Linked DNA regions of Mus musculus: region 2 is linked to region 1. Evidence: chromatin contacts called from public promoter capture Hi-C data. All regions are on one chromosome and are shown on one strand. Each heading gives the region's core, a stretch centred on a gene start, on an enhancer-like site or on the middle of the called end of the contact. The rest is flanking DNA. Distances are from core to core; before and after follow the strand shown. Region 1 has its middle 96 kb from the start of Gm41924. Region 2 overlaps Cdh20 (cadherin 20).

Evidence for each region. Promoter capture Hi-C pulls out the DNA fragments that hold promoters and counts their contacts.
Region 2: a promoter capture Hi-C map of hippocampal neurons shows a contact between it and region 1, with 2.3 times the contacts expected there. The contact joins two enhancer-like sites. A contact is called at or near these places in 1 of 39 promoter capture datasets (hippocampal neurons) and 1 of 484 Hi-C or Micro-C datasets (cerebral cortex).

The regions. Positions count from the first base shown.
Region 1 is chr1:104,223,816-104,230,662 of GRCm38.p6, forward strand. No RefSeq gene overlaps it. Among named protein-coding and RNA genes, the nearest start is that of Gm41924, 96 kb to the right of the region's middle. Within about 2 kb of position 3,741, at least 16 of the 459 cell types and tissues checked have an H3K27ac peak or open chromatin away from gene starts, as enhancers often do. A contact at or near this core is called in hippocampal neurons, where this site is marked.
Region 2 is chr1:104,908,470-104,915,316 of GRCm38.p6, forward strand. The region is part of intron 1 of Cdh20 (cadherin 20); the gene reads left to right. Among named protein-coding and RNA genes, the nearest start is that of Cdh20, 140 kb to the left of the region's middle. Within about 2 kb of position 4,197, at least 8 of the 459 cell types and tissues checked have an H3K27ac peak or open chromatin away from gene starts, as enhancers often do. A contact at or near this core is called in hippocampal neurons, where this site is marked.

The DNA.
Region 1 (6,847 bases), core at 2,491-4,990:
CCCTATAGGTGGAACAACATTATGAACTAACCAGTACCCCTGAGCTCTTGACTCTAGCTGCATATGTATCAAAAGATGGCCTAGTCGGCCATCACTGGAAAGAGAGGCCCATTGGACACGCAGACTTTGTGTGCCCCGGTACAGGGGAACGCCAGGGCCAAAGGGGGGGAGTGGGTGGGTAGGGGAGTGGGGGTGGGTGGGTAAGGGGGACTTTTGGTATAGCATTGGAAATGTAAATGAGCTAAATACCTAATAAAAAATGGAAAAAAAAAAAAGAATTTCTCTTTTTTCAGCAAACGAAACTGAAAAACAAAAACATATGAAAGGCATGCTGGAATATACTTATACTCCCAGCAGGGGGAGGGGGAGGAGGGGAACAGGTTCTGCAAGATACAGCTCAGTGATAGAGTAGCTACCATGCAAGGTGCTGGCTCCATTCCAAGATGCTGGCTCCATTCCATAGCACACTTGTACACACACACACACACACACACACACACACACACACACACCAAACAAAAAAACCCAAAATCAAAAATTAAAAAAAAAACACACACACAATAAAACAACAACAACAACAAAAACCCAGTAAAAAATAAATCAAGACAAAACCACACCGAGACAGAGTGGCACATGCATTTAATCCCAGCACTCAGGATTAAAGACAGAGTGGTACATGCATTTAATCCCAGCACTCAGGATTAAAGAAATATAGGGAAAACTCGCACTGCTTCCACAGCAAGGCTAAGGATCTAAAAGGTAAGCCTTTGCATGTGAGGCCTCAGTTCAACAATCCTGAAATTCCAAGCACCGAAAAATTAAAAATAAAAATGAAGCCGGGTGTCGTGGAAAAAAAAAAAAAAAAAAAGGTTAGAAATATTCAGAATGTGTTATAAAACAATATAGATAGGCATTTATAGGAGTCCGGTTTTGTTCTTCTGGGACAAATCTCCTCCATTACTAAAGAAAGCTTCTTCCCCTATTAGAGGACATTGCCTCTGAGTTTAGTACTATTCCTCAGGTATCTAAAATGTGTGGTTTATTCACTGATCCTAAATGCCTAGGAGGCAGAGATTCTGCACATTCAGTCAGGCACTTGTTTTCTAGTTCATCTGTTTTACAACACACGCTCTCTGTGCCAACAGACTGTTAGGCCCAGGAGTAGAAATACTTTTGGTGATCACCTCAACACATTCAGAGGATAAGAAAAAATACTGGAAGCACTGTGTCACCCTAAACTTTCAGAATCATGAATCAAATTAGGTTCACTTCCACTTTGTCTAGTGCTGTGACCTTTCTTACAACGATGAATCTCTGTATAATCCTTAGCTTCTCCATTAGCATTGGCTTCTAAGCTGTACTAATTCTAACTGGTAGAAAGTATATCTATCCTGCAAACACCAGTGATTTACATTATAGACAAACAACACTTGGCAGTTAAGTTCTATAGTGGGTGTAATAGTGCCAATTCTTTACCTTCATAACATTAGATAGGACTTGTGTCAAGCTACATCAAAATCACATATGATGGAATGTCGGACTAGGTTGTCTCCATGGTTCTTAGCCTCAAATAGCCTACATAATGCTATTATGTTATTATGGGATGAGGGCTTATTCTTTGCCTTGTTCTGTAAAATAATCCTGTTTTGGCACACCAGAAAAAAAAACTGCAAGTTACACATTAAAAAGAGATAATAAATATCAGTACAATTATATTCATGTATATATTTGTGTAAATTTGTGTATCACTGAGGAAAGCAAGGAGACAGAGAAATCAATGGGGGAAAGGTCATGGGAAGTCTTTATCTCCTAAACAGAGATCATCCATTTTTTTTTTCCAGAGACCATCATTTCCTCATCTAAACTCTGTGAGGGAAAATAAATTATGACTGGTCCCTCGAAACTCATAACCTTTACAATCTGTTTTTATTTGCAGAGAGCAGCCCCACGTGCTTCAATTTAGTCTTCCTTTCCTCTCTTTTAATTAAAATAGTACTGTTTTCCCCTGAGCTCTTAAAATCAGCAGTTACTCAGCATAATTCACTACATGGCTATTTATGATAGAAGTGATGTTCATTCCGAATCTCATAGTGAAGTGAGAAGGTGACAAATAATCACACCTTAATCAGCTGGGGCTTAGATAAATGCAGGAATATTGATAGCATTTACGGTTTTCACAACAGCATGCAGTGTGACAGCAAAACACTTGGAAATATAAGCAGTGGATGTTAATTAATGATAAATCACAACAGAACTCCCTTAACTTTACATGGTGCCCATGTAAAATCTCTAATAACTTACAATTCTTGATGTGATTCCCCCAGCATGTCACATGGAGTGTAGTCATTTGTAGCTCAGTTTGATTTGCAGCATAAGAGTTATTTCAGAAGCACAAGACAATTTTGGCAATGTGCGCTCCTTATGGCTATTACAACAGTATTCTTTGTACCCGGCATTTCAAGCTCTTCTAGAGTCAAGTTAGAGACTCAAGTATGTAACTGATAACTAATTGTATGGTGAATAAACATTGCCACACAGGAAATACACAAATACATTCTTTCCGGGAAATAGTAAGTACAAAGTAGTTTCTTAATTGCTAGTTCATAGCTTCCTGGTCTCAGATGTCATGATTTTGAGTTCTTAATGCTCTAATATTAGACTAATTGCATCCTTGAAATCTAATTGTTCCATTCCAGCACTGACAGCCACAGTGTTCTGTCAAATGCTTCCTGGGGAGTTTCAAGAAGGAAGGGACAAGAAGAGACTTTTAATAGCGAACTCAAAAGTTTGAGGATACTGAACCCTACTTGCAGAATTTCTTAAAGCCGTTAAATTTCAAGAGAAGATGTAGCGTGCAGCATGTTAATGATACCTCCTGTGCTTAAAGCCCTTCCACTCAGTGTTATGTTAGATAAATGACTCACAAAATGCTAATTGGATTCTACTGGCCTCTCTACCCAACCACTAATTTATGCCCTCAAATTAGCTCTTGTTAATCTACGTGTACATATCAGCTGCAAAACTATGAGATACAAATAAACAGAAAATGAGGCATAGTTTTTCCAGAGCCATCTTTTCATTTCCCTGCCCACATTTTCCACATACAGGAATTGGAGTCAGAGAATGAGGGGCCAGTGATCTCAGCTGAAATGAAGGGCTTCATTTGCCTCTTTCTATGCAAACCCAGCCTGTGATGCCAGATACAAATTTCTTCCTGTTGAAAATATCACAGGAGCAGCTGCTCCTCCGCTATTTTGAGTGGATTTTCTGAGAACAGCTTGTAGCTCAATATTGTATATGGTGGATGGTTTGCAAAAGTCTGGCTGTAGGTGGGGAGTACGTAAAAACCTAACAACCAGTGTGAGTTTCAGTATCTGACAGGCAGAGCACAGCGGGTGGGAAATGGGCATTGCTCTGTAGTGCTTAGACTGTAAAAGCACAACTACACTAGTGGCAAATGTGTTTACCACTTTTATTCATCTAACTCAAGTTTAATACTTCTAATCTGCTAGAGTAATTTTAAGTGGCAAAAAAACAGAACTTAGTGTTAAAGAAAACTGAAAGAATCCCAAAAAGAGAAAGAAGAGAAAAATAGCTTTAACTGTAAGTGGAAGCTCAGGCCGCAGTAATACACAGGACTGCAAGCCACTTCACTTCCTCACCAGGTTTGAAGAATGTTCTCATCATCACTTTCTTCTACCTGAGGCCTAAGTTGTTGTTCAGTCACTGTTTACGGTCAAAGCAAACAGTCCCTGGGTACATTGCAGATGCATGTTCAGCCTGAGCAGGAGCCAGAGTGCTATCAAAACAGTGTCAGCTTCTAAAGTCAGTCTAGCCAACAATGTTAAAGAATCACAGAGAATCTAACACACTATTTGGCACCTTCCAGAAAGCTCTCACAGAAACCTCTTCCTCAAGCCTTATCATCTATTGTTAAATCAGTTTCTCTAAGCTTCTGCAAAGCACGCTCACAACAACCCTGAGAACTATCCCATAAGACTGTTGTTTAAATATTCATTATCCACATGGCAAGTGGCTATCAATCCAAACTCTCAAGTCTAGTGATGACCTGTATCTTCCTATAAGGTGTCCCGGTGACCATAATGATTAGGACAATTTTTTTTTCTCAAAAATTTACAAACGAAGAGCAGTTGGTGACTCTATTTTAGATAGCTGTGTTGTATTTTTTTAAATTAAGTTTTTACTCTTTTCCATAAAAGCAGTTTGAAATATATATGTATATATCACAGATTTATTATTTCTATCATACACACATAATAATTCGAACATTCTGAAATGACTGATGTAAACTCCTGGATTCAGAATGGCAGTGAATAACTTCTTCCAAAAGCACTGAATTTATGAATCTTGAAGAGCTGTTTTGAGCTGTGAGTGGTCTAGATACATGAAAGGATGGGCTTCCACAGCTATTAGGGTTATCCTGGAATTTTCCTGGAAAGAATCAAAAATATAAAAAATAGAAACTGTAGTGGCAGTGGGTAGGCTAATCTTCAGCATAATCTAATAAACCCTCTGTTTTTGGCTCCCTCTCTCTCACTCCCCAGGTCATCCAGACATCTCAGAACTCTCTTACTTCATGGTACTATCAGAGGTGGAAGGCTTAGCACAGAAGATGATCTCATAGGAGAGTCTGGGATGGAGTCCCAACTGTTTTAGAGAATTAGTATTGCTGATATGTGTTTTCTAAAACAACTTATCAATCTCGAATTTTCTAAATAGCCAGTGTTTTTTTAAAGCTGTATTATTCCATAATTCAATATGTTTTTGCATATATCTTCATATACATTGATTATTCCTGAAAGGTAGCCACTCTGTAAAAAAATAAAGTAGAGTGAAATTCTGGAGTTCAAGAGATGGCTCAGAGTTAAGACAACTTATTCTTTAAAGTTTATACATTTCAGGTCCTGGAAAATTGTGTGAATACAAGCTGCAGGCACGCTGATGCTCTCTGCCTTTCTGTAGGCACCTGCATGCATGTGGAGCTCATAAAATCTTATCGACATAACCTCAACACACACTCATGAACAAAATAAATTCCTTAAAAACATATTGTACTTTCTTTGGACATTTATGGGGAGTTGAATGCCATTCATGAAACCATAATCTCCATGGAAATTCTACTCAAGTATTCTGTGTTGTAGCCCAGTGTCTCTATATTGGACTGTGTCTACAGCAAACATACTTACTAAATTAAAGATGCTTTCAAAATGAGGTCACAATTATGCATGTGTTATTGAAAAAGGTATATAATATTGTGTGAATTGCTTCAATTTCTCCATTATATCATAGTTAGAATCTTAGAGCATTATATGAGACCGATTGTTTAATTATATTCTTGTGTGCTTTAATCCCATAATAGAAGAATCAATAAAATAAATTTTAATTATTTTAAAAGACACTACAACAATCACTAACCACATTTATAAATCTCTTAGATGATGTAATTTTGCTGTTTCAGAATAAATGTGTTCTGTAAAATCTAGACTTGTGTATGTTATCTGTTGCATCACTGTAAATTGTTGACACTTCATCCTTTTCCACTCACCTTCTGAGGTGTTGGTCAGTCAAAGGAGATTCGTCCAGGTAGGAGGCTAAGAATGAGTAAGAAACATTTACCTTTAAGCTTACAGTTCCTGCTTCTGAGATTTTCTTTTAATGAACAAGAGTCAATGAAATGTGTAAGGCAATGAGAAGTGTAATGCTGACCAGTGCTTTCTCATTTATTAGGACCACCTGGATGAGAATCTTTTGGAGAAACAGTAATATGAGAGAAACTCCCCTATCCAAGCTCTCTAATACACAGGGTCCTGAGAATCCTTCTCTCCATCCCATTACTCTTCCTCTCCTGACTAAGTGGAATCAATGCCACTTTGATCAGAGAATTTAAACACTGCAGACAAATGCCTATTGTCTTCTTCTCTATTGGCCCTTGTAGTCACTTTCTCTAGTGTTATACTTATTCACTCTTCAAGTTCTGACTGTCTTGAACACTTTTTAGAGTTAAATAATTTAACTCTGCTTACTAATTAAGCTTAAAAACTTTCCCTTTCCTAATGAAAACCTCTGTTTTCAGTTTATTTCATCTCTTATTCCTATATGACAAACAGATTTGAATCAAAATGAAATGTCCCTCTTTTACTTCATAGGATGTATTTATTGTCACAGAGACTCAATTTTCTGATTTCAAAAATAAGTGGGATCCTAAAACAAAATCGTACTCATTAAACCCAATCCATTATCTCCCAGGCTCTGATTCAATTTGTTCCAAGTACCTTATTCTACCCACATTCCTTTGCATAATTCCCAACATATATGAACTTCATTGATCAACCAGCATGAGTTTTTTTGTACTCTTTGCACTTATATTAATCATTGCAAATTAATAAGTCAACATTCTTATTTCTACATAAATCTTTGTGAGTTTAGTTGCCTAATTCTATTTCTTAGGTTCAATTAATTCTAAACATACTAACAAAATAAAATTTATGAATAAACAAAATGAAAATCTGAGCATACCTCAAGAGAGTCACCATCAAACCCAAGTAAACAACCATCCTGGAAAAAAAAAACTAATATAGAAATTGGGCTGCAATACGGGCAGCTGAATCATAAGATTTAAAGCTAAAACTACATGGAATTTGGTGCATACACATTTACTACTATGCAACATTCAAGAATTGCTTTCTGTTTTAATTCTTAAGATAGTTTTCAAATACTTAATGCTATTTTACAAATGTATGCATGTGTGCATGCATACACACACACACACGCACACACACACACACACACACACACACACAAACACGCTTGGCATTGCTGTTTAAAG
Region 2 (6,847 bases), core at 2,947-5,446, 690 kb after region 1:
GCCCAGTCCTGAAGAAAGCTTTAAAAGTGCTCATCATAGAATTTACACAAGTGAGGAGATAAAGTTGCTGGCCTGGTTATTCAAGAATATCACTTGATACTGTTTTAAATTGAAATTTAAGTGGAAAATAAAATCATTCTCAATAGACATTAACATGAATACACACTCCTGCAGCCACACCAAAAAGAAGCTATTTACAGTAGTCATTCTCTACCTCTTGTATTTCCAAGTCCTATGAAAGTGAAAGCTACCATTTCTTTGTTTGTGTGGGTATGTTGCAGCTCTGTGTGAAGCTCTTCAGTGATGACTGAGTCCCAAAGATATATCAATCTTTACCCCCTGGTGCTAGATTTATATTCATATGCAATCACATCTGGCTTTTCACATGGGTATTGGATATCCACACTTAGTCCTCAGATTTGCACAGCAAGTATTTCACTAACTGAGCTATGTTCCCCAGCCTACAGCATTCTAGTTAAGACACTCACACTTCCCATATCATAACTGTGTGGGCCTTTAGTATACATATTTCCAGTCACACTAAATTAAAAATAGAAATGGCAAGAATAAGAACCCTGTAGCTAGCTAGAATTACCAGGGTGGTAAAACAAAACAAAACAAAACAAAACAAACACCTCTACAAATTGATAAATATTATAATAGATATCTCCAAAACAATTTTAAATTCTAACTGTAGTATCTTAAAATAAAGTAATTCTTAATTCTGAGAAAGAATGACCTAGACTGAATATTCATTATTGAGTGAACTTTAATAGTTTGCTTAAAAAGTAACTATGTAGGTCTGACCAGATGGCTTAGACAAACCTGAGTTTAAGTCCAGAGAAGAAGAAAAATGAATCCCAAAAATTTACCCCCTCGGCACATTATGGTATGTGAACATGCACACATGAACATACATACATACATACATACATACATACATACATACATACATACTCCACACATACACACACACAAGTTAACACTGTAACAAGATTTAGATTATATCCTAGGAAGCAGAAATACTGGTTATAAAAGCAGTATAAATCTAAAAGTAGGCATATTTCTTAGCAGAAGTTTATAGATTATTGTGACTGTGTGAATGGTAATTGTTACATTTTAAAAATAGATGCAGATGTAATATTTATGAGGTAAATAATTCTAAGTGATTCCATAGCTCCCCTTTTTAAATAAAAGCAACCTAGCCTATTTATGTCATAAATGTTCAAAGTTCTTTTCTCTCATTTACCATAAAACCTTATTTCCTTTCAATACTACACATTGTACATTCCCATAAGAAAATATGTCTTTCCTGACCTTATACCCTGGCCACATAAAGCTCCAGAGTCTGTTGTCTGTACTGTCACTCTTGTCTTCTTATGTCTACCTTGATCAACTTAACTCACTAAGAAAGGTATTCGAAACAAACCAGGGGTCAGGAAGCAGAATAAAGTCCATGGAAATCTTAAGACAGTTTTTCCATAGGTCAACAATTTAAGGCTAATATCTCATGAGAAAAATATAATTCCATTGCTAAAGTTCTGTTTTGAGGGAACCAGTGTCCTCTCAAGCTAATTTTGGGAAAGGGGGAGACTTTAGAGTACAGTGACTAAAATAATTGATAAGCTTGGAGGCATGAGGCCCAGCTTATCCTTTTTGAAGGCCTTTTGGAAAGTGAGAGCATCCACCATCCCTTGCCCTCCCCCTGCTCTTCATCCTCCTCTTCACTAGGATTCTGCAAAGCACAAACACCCTAACCCTCACTGAGTGTCCCAGTTGCCCCAACTCCAAAACTTTCTTAGACTTGGATAAGAGGCAGAATCCGCTGGTAGCAATAAGACTGCAGGGACCCATCCTTTGGCAAGGAGAAATGCTGAACTGAAACCCTCAAGAGTGTCCAATGCTAACTCTTAGTCTCTCTATGTAGTGGTGAGTTCACCAGGGAAACATCACGTAGATATTTTCATCAGATTGTTGCATTAGGATCATATGCAAATAATTTTATTGCAAAATGTGCTTCCTAGTCTATCACTGGAGAATCACATATGGTATAGTTTTTCTCCCTATCCTCTTGAGAACATTAACAGTTCTATAGTCACAGTGGAGAATCATGTTTGTGACATTTAGAGGTTTGCTTTCTGGAAAAAAAAGTGGAAAAATAGCATTCATGTGACAGTGAAGATAAGACTTTATAGCCTAATGCTAAAGAGATTCCATTTCCCAGGATCCACCAAATAGCAAGCTTACAACGTTAACAGTCTTCGGGAAGCCACCACTGTTAACCAACACCTGACATGAAATTCTAAGTTGGAAAGCTCCAATCACATGACAGAAACATCCAGATAATTATGGAGAAAGTTGTATATTATGGTTTACACCCTAAGATTATTGTGTTTCCTACCTTGGGAAAGACCATACCTTCCCTTGCATATCAATTGAGCTGTACACAGAACAAGTGTGCTTTGGCAGTTTGTAAGGTAATTTCATACATGTAGCAGCTTACACTTCTGTGTATGAAAAAACTCTCTGAGCCACGGGAACAATTAAAATAATTTCCAGAGCACAACCGCAGAATCTAAGCTGGAGTACTGAAAGCAGAGCTGCTTTCCCTTCTAGTACTAGCAGTTGGTGTTTGCTCAGCATCCCTGTGTTCCAGTGCTCCAGCCCCAGAGCTTTGCCAGTGACTTGGGTGATTGCTGGGGGACTGGCTTCTATTACTTCCATTGTGCAGGTACGACGAAGAAAGTACAAAGAGGTTAAATAATTGCCCATGATCACAAAGCCTGTGAAGAAAATGGAGATTACAACATAAAATTCCATCTGCATATCAAAGTAGGTTGTATACTCTGGAAAACCAAGTTCTGTGGGTATCATGTGTCCCTTCTTTGTCACTACTCCCATGATTAATCGGCTTGCTTCAACTGCATCTGTAAGAGCATTTGTCTATCCCAAGTGAAGCTGAGTTACTTGCAAGTTTCACTATGGGCAGAGATGGTAACACCATGTGGTATGCAAGGTTTTCAGACCCCGTCTTCTTCCCAAACAGCCCATTTTCCTCACAGCTCATAACAATTCAATGCTCCAAACTATGCTAAGGATATTGTGAGGGAGCTCCCTTTTTTGGCTTGTGTGTGTAGGGTGTGTGTGTGTGTGTGTGTGTGTGTGTGTGTGTTCATCATTCTTTTCTCCTGCTTTCCCTTTTCAGTATCTATGCCACTGAGACACTGTTAATGGGCTCTGCCTCCAGCTCCTCTGCTCTAGCTCTTCTTTTCTGTCCTCTCATTGCCCCTTTAAGTCTTCCTATTTTAAATCACTGTGGTGGAAGTTGGCTTAAATAAAAATGCGATGCCATCCACACCGCACACATAATGTCCATGGGACTCTACTTACCATAATCATCACTTCAGTTGTGGAGAGTGCCCTCGACCACGACTTGTTGGGTCCCTAAGGCCACTTATTGCATACGCTGGCTTCTAGGTGACAGTAATGTAGTTCTTGAAGAAAACTTGTTTACATGACTTCAAATTTTGCTAAGTTCCCTTTAAATATGTACTAATAAAAGGGTAGGGAAGAGTAGTGGTTTTAATGTGGTCCTCTGTTTTACTTCCTGCTTTCTACAGAGGGAAACCCATTTCCATTCAAACCGTTGCAGATGACCACCCCAAACAAACACCTCCCCCTCTCTGGGAAAAATCCCACAGAAAACTGTGGTAATTGCTCCAAATCTGGAGCTTTATCTGCAAAGTCGTTATGACATTCAGAGAGCTGGGACGCACAGCAACAGGCCTGCGCTTCTGGAAAGATGAAGCCAATTTCAGGATTCAATTTTCAAAAGGAAATGCCATGTTTGTTTCATGTCAGCTTCTGCTTCAGATCAGAACAAGACAGAAAAAAAAATGAACAAAGCTGAAACCGTTGGTCTGGCTGGCGATTTGCAAGCAGAGCAGAGGGCAGGTGGAAAGTCTTTCTGTTGACTGGAGCCCCATTTTGTCTGCCCCCGGTCACTCTGGAAAGCAGCTGAGCAAACCTCACTCCTGTTGAATGAGATTTAACACATACGCACACTTCCAAATGTTTATATAAATAACACTATTTTAAAAATACAGACTGGCTGTCATGCAGACAGGTGGTCTGGCTGCCTTAGCAGTTTTGATACAGGCTTGCTGCCCAGTTTGGCAGAAGCCTAGCCTCCCCTCTCCTTCCCTCACAATCATCCTTGAGGGACAATAACACTGCAGTCACGTTTGCATATGTGACCCTCATGCTGATGCAATCTTTCATTAGAGTGAGAGAATTCTGAAAGAAGGCCCATGGCATGTTGTAGATAAGAAGCAGTCTTTGGAGTATAAATGTGGATGAGTGTCAAAACTACCCAAACTGATACAGCTCTCTGAGGTTACATTTGCACATATATATTATTGTTCCCAGCTACCTTGTATGCATATAAAATCAGTGAATGAAAACACATAGCCAGGGTCCTAGGACATGCTCAGTGCCTGGTGCTTGGCCTCAGGACCTGAGGCTGGCTGGCCAGTCTAGCTCAAACGTCAAGTTCTGGGTTCAGTAGAAACCCTCACTCAAAAATAAAATGGAATGTCATCAGGATGATATCCCACATCAACCTGGGCTTCCACAGACACAGGAATGGGTGTGTGCTCCTCCACATACCCGTGCACATATCCCACACATAACAAGTAATACAACTATATAACCATCATATGTATGCATGCACACAAGTATGTATGCACTAAACACAAGAGATCAATTCTAAATGGGTTCTTTTACCCTATATCCAGATTCGTTACCAAAGACCATTTTTCTCACTGATATCTAGTGAGAAGCATTTGAGTTTTGTATTTGCTGGTCTTGACCAAATACACACAGAAGAAGCATCAGCCCATCATATTACTTTGTGTCCCCCCTGCTGGTTAGCTATATGTGTGTGTGTGCTGTACATTCAGATGCTCAATATGACCACGCTGAGTTCATTCAGTGATGGCAGAGACCTTGTTCTCTTAGTCTCTTCATTTTCCAGCTAACGGGGGAAAGGAAAGATGCACCTGCATTCAATGTGTTCTATCAATGAATACAAAGTTCTTACTGTGAGGCAGGCCCTGCCCTTTGGTGCTGAATGACACAGAGGTGACCTGGGTTCAAAAGAGCCTGCTTCTCTTCAGAGGTGTTCAGCCACATACACACATGCAGGACTGTCCACTCATAATGGGAAGCAGAGACACACGGATCTGAAAGACTGCAGGGAGAATAACAAATTATCAAGAAAAAAATGAATGCAAACAGAATAAAATAAAGATGTGACCAGCAACAATTTTACCATGGGAAAGTAAATCATTGTATAATAATACATTGTGTAATATTGAGGTTATTTTATATTTCACACTTTGCAGCTAAATATACTTTTACTATTAAAAAAAGATTACTGTCATGACTCTGAGGGTTATGCTTGGAGGTTGGGCTCTCTCTCTCTCTCTCTCTCTCTCTCTCTCTCTCTCTCTCTCTCTCTCTCTCTCTCTCTCTTTCCCCACTACCATTGCCACACACACACACCCACTCAGGCGCAGCTGCACATTAATTCAACCAAATTAAACTGCTCAGATGAAATACCACTGAAATTCAGTCTGAAGTATAATTTTACTGAAACAAGTATGTAACTTTATTTTAAAAAAAAACACCAAGTTCCCATCAAAAGGTGAAAGAAATATATTACATTAAGATGAAAAAAAGAGGTCTTTTAGGAGAAGGCTGAAATAGCACTTCTTTTTGAAATGGCATGTGGAGGCTTTCCAACACAGGAAAGACGGTGACTTTTTCTTTTTTTTTAAGGCATTTTTTATTAGATATTTTCTTCATTTGCATTTCAAATGCTATCCCCAAAGCCTCCTATACCCTTCTCCTGCCCTGCTCCCCAACCCACCCACTCCCACATCCTGGCCCTGGCATTCCCCTGTACTGGGGCATATGATCTTCGCAATACCAAGGGCCTCTTCTCCCATTGATGGCCGACTAGGCCATCCTCTGCTACATATTCAACTAGAGACACAGCTCGGGGGGGTTACTGGTTAGTTCGTATTGTTATTCCTCCTATAGGGTTGCAGACCCCTTTAGCTCCTTGGGTACTTTCTCTGGCTCCTTCATTAGGGGCCCTGTGTTCCATCCAATAGATGACTGTGAACATCCCCATATACAACCATCAAACCCAGGCTTTTTCTTAATAGTTGTCTTGTTTTATATTCACAGCAGAAGGGAGATGTTTATACATAAGGTCATGTCCAAGGAATAAGTTCTTCCTTGGAGCCAGGTGCCCTCATCTTTTCCTCTTCCTTCCTTTTCTTTCCTTTTCTTTTCTTTTCTTTTCTTTTCTCTTCTCTTCTTTTCTTTCTTCCTTTTCTTCCTTCCTTCCTTCCTTCCTTTCTTTCTTCCTTTCTTTCTTTTTCTTTCTTTCTTCTTTCTTTCTTTCTTTCTTTTATATTTTTCTTTCTCTTTTATTTTTTTACACTCCAGATTTTATCCTCCCCCACCCCCATCCACCCTCCAACTGTTCCACATCCCATGCCTCCTTCCCACCCCCTGTTTCCACAAGGACGTTCCCACCCCCACCCCAACACCACCTGACCTCTAAGCTCCCTGGGGCCTCCAGTCTCTTGAGGGTGAGGTGCATCATCTCTGATTGAACAGACTCAGTAGTCCTCTGCTATATGTGTGTTGGGGGCCTCATATCAGCTGGTGTTTGCTGCCTGGTTGGTGGTCCAGTGTTTGAGAGATCTTGGGGGGTCCAGATTAATTGAGACTGCTGGTCCTCCTACAGTGTTGCCTTCCTCTGCTTCTTTCA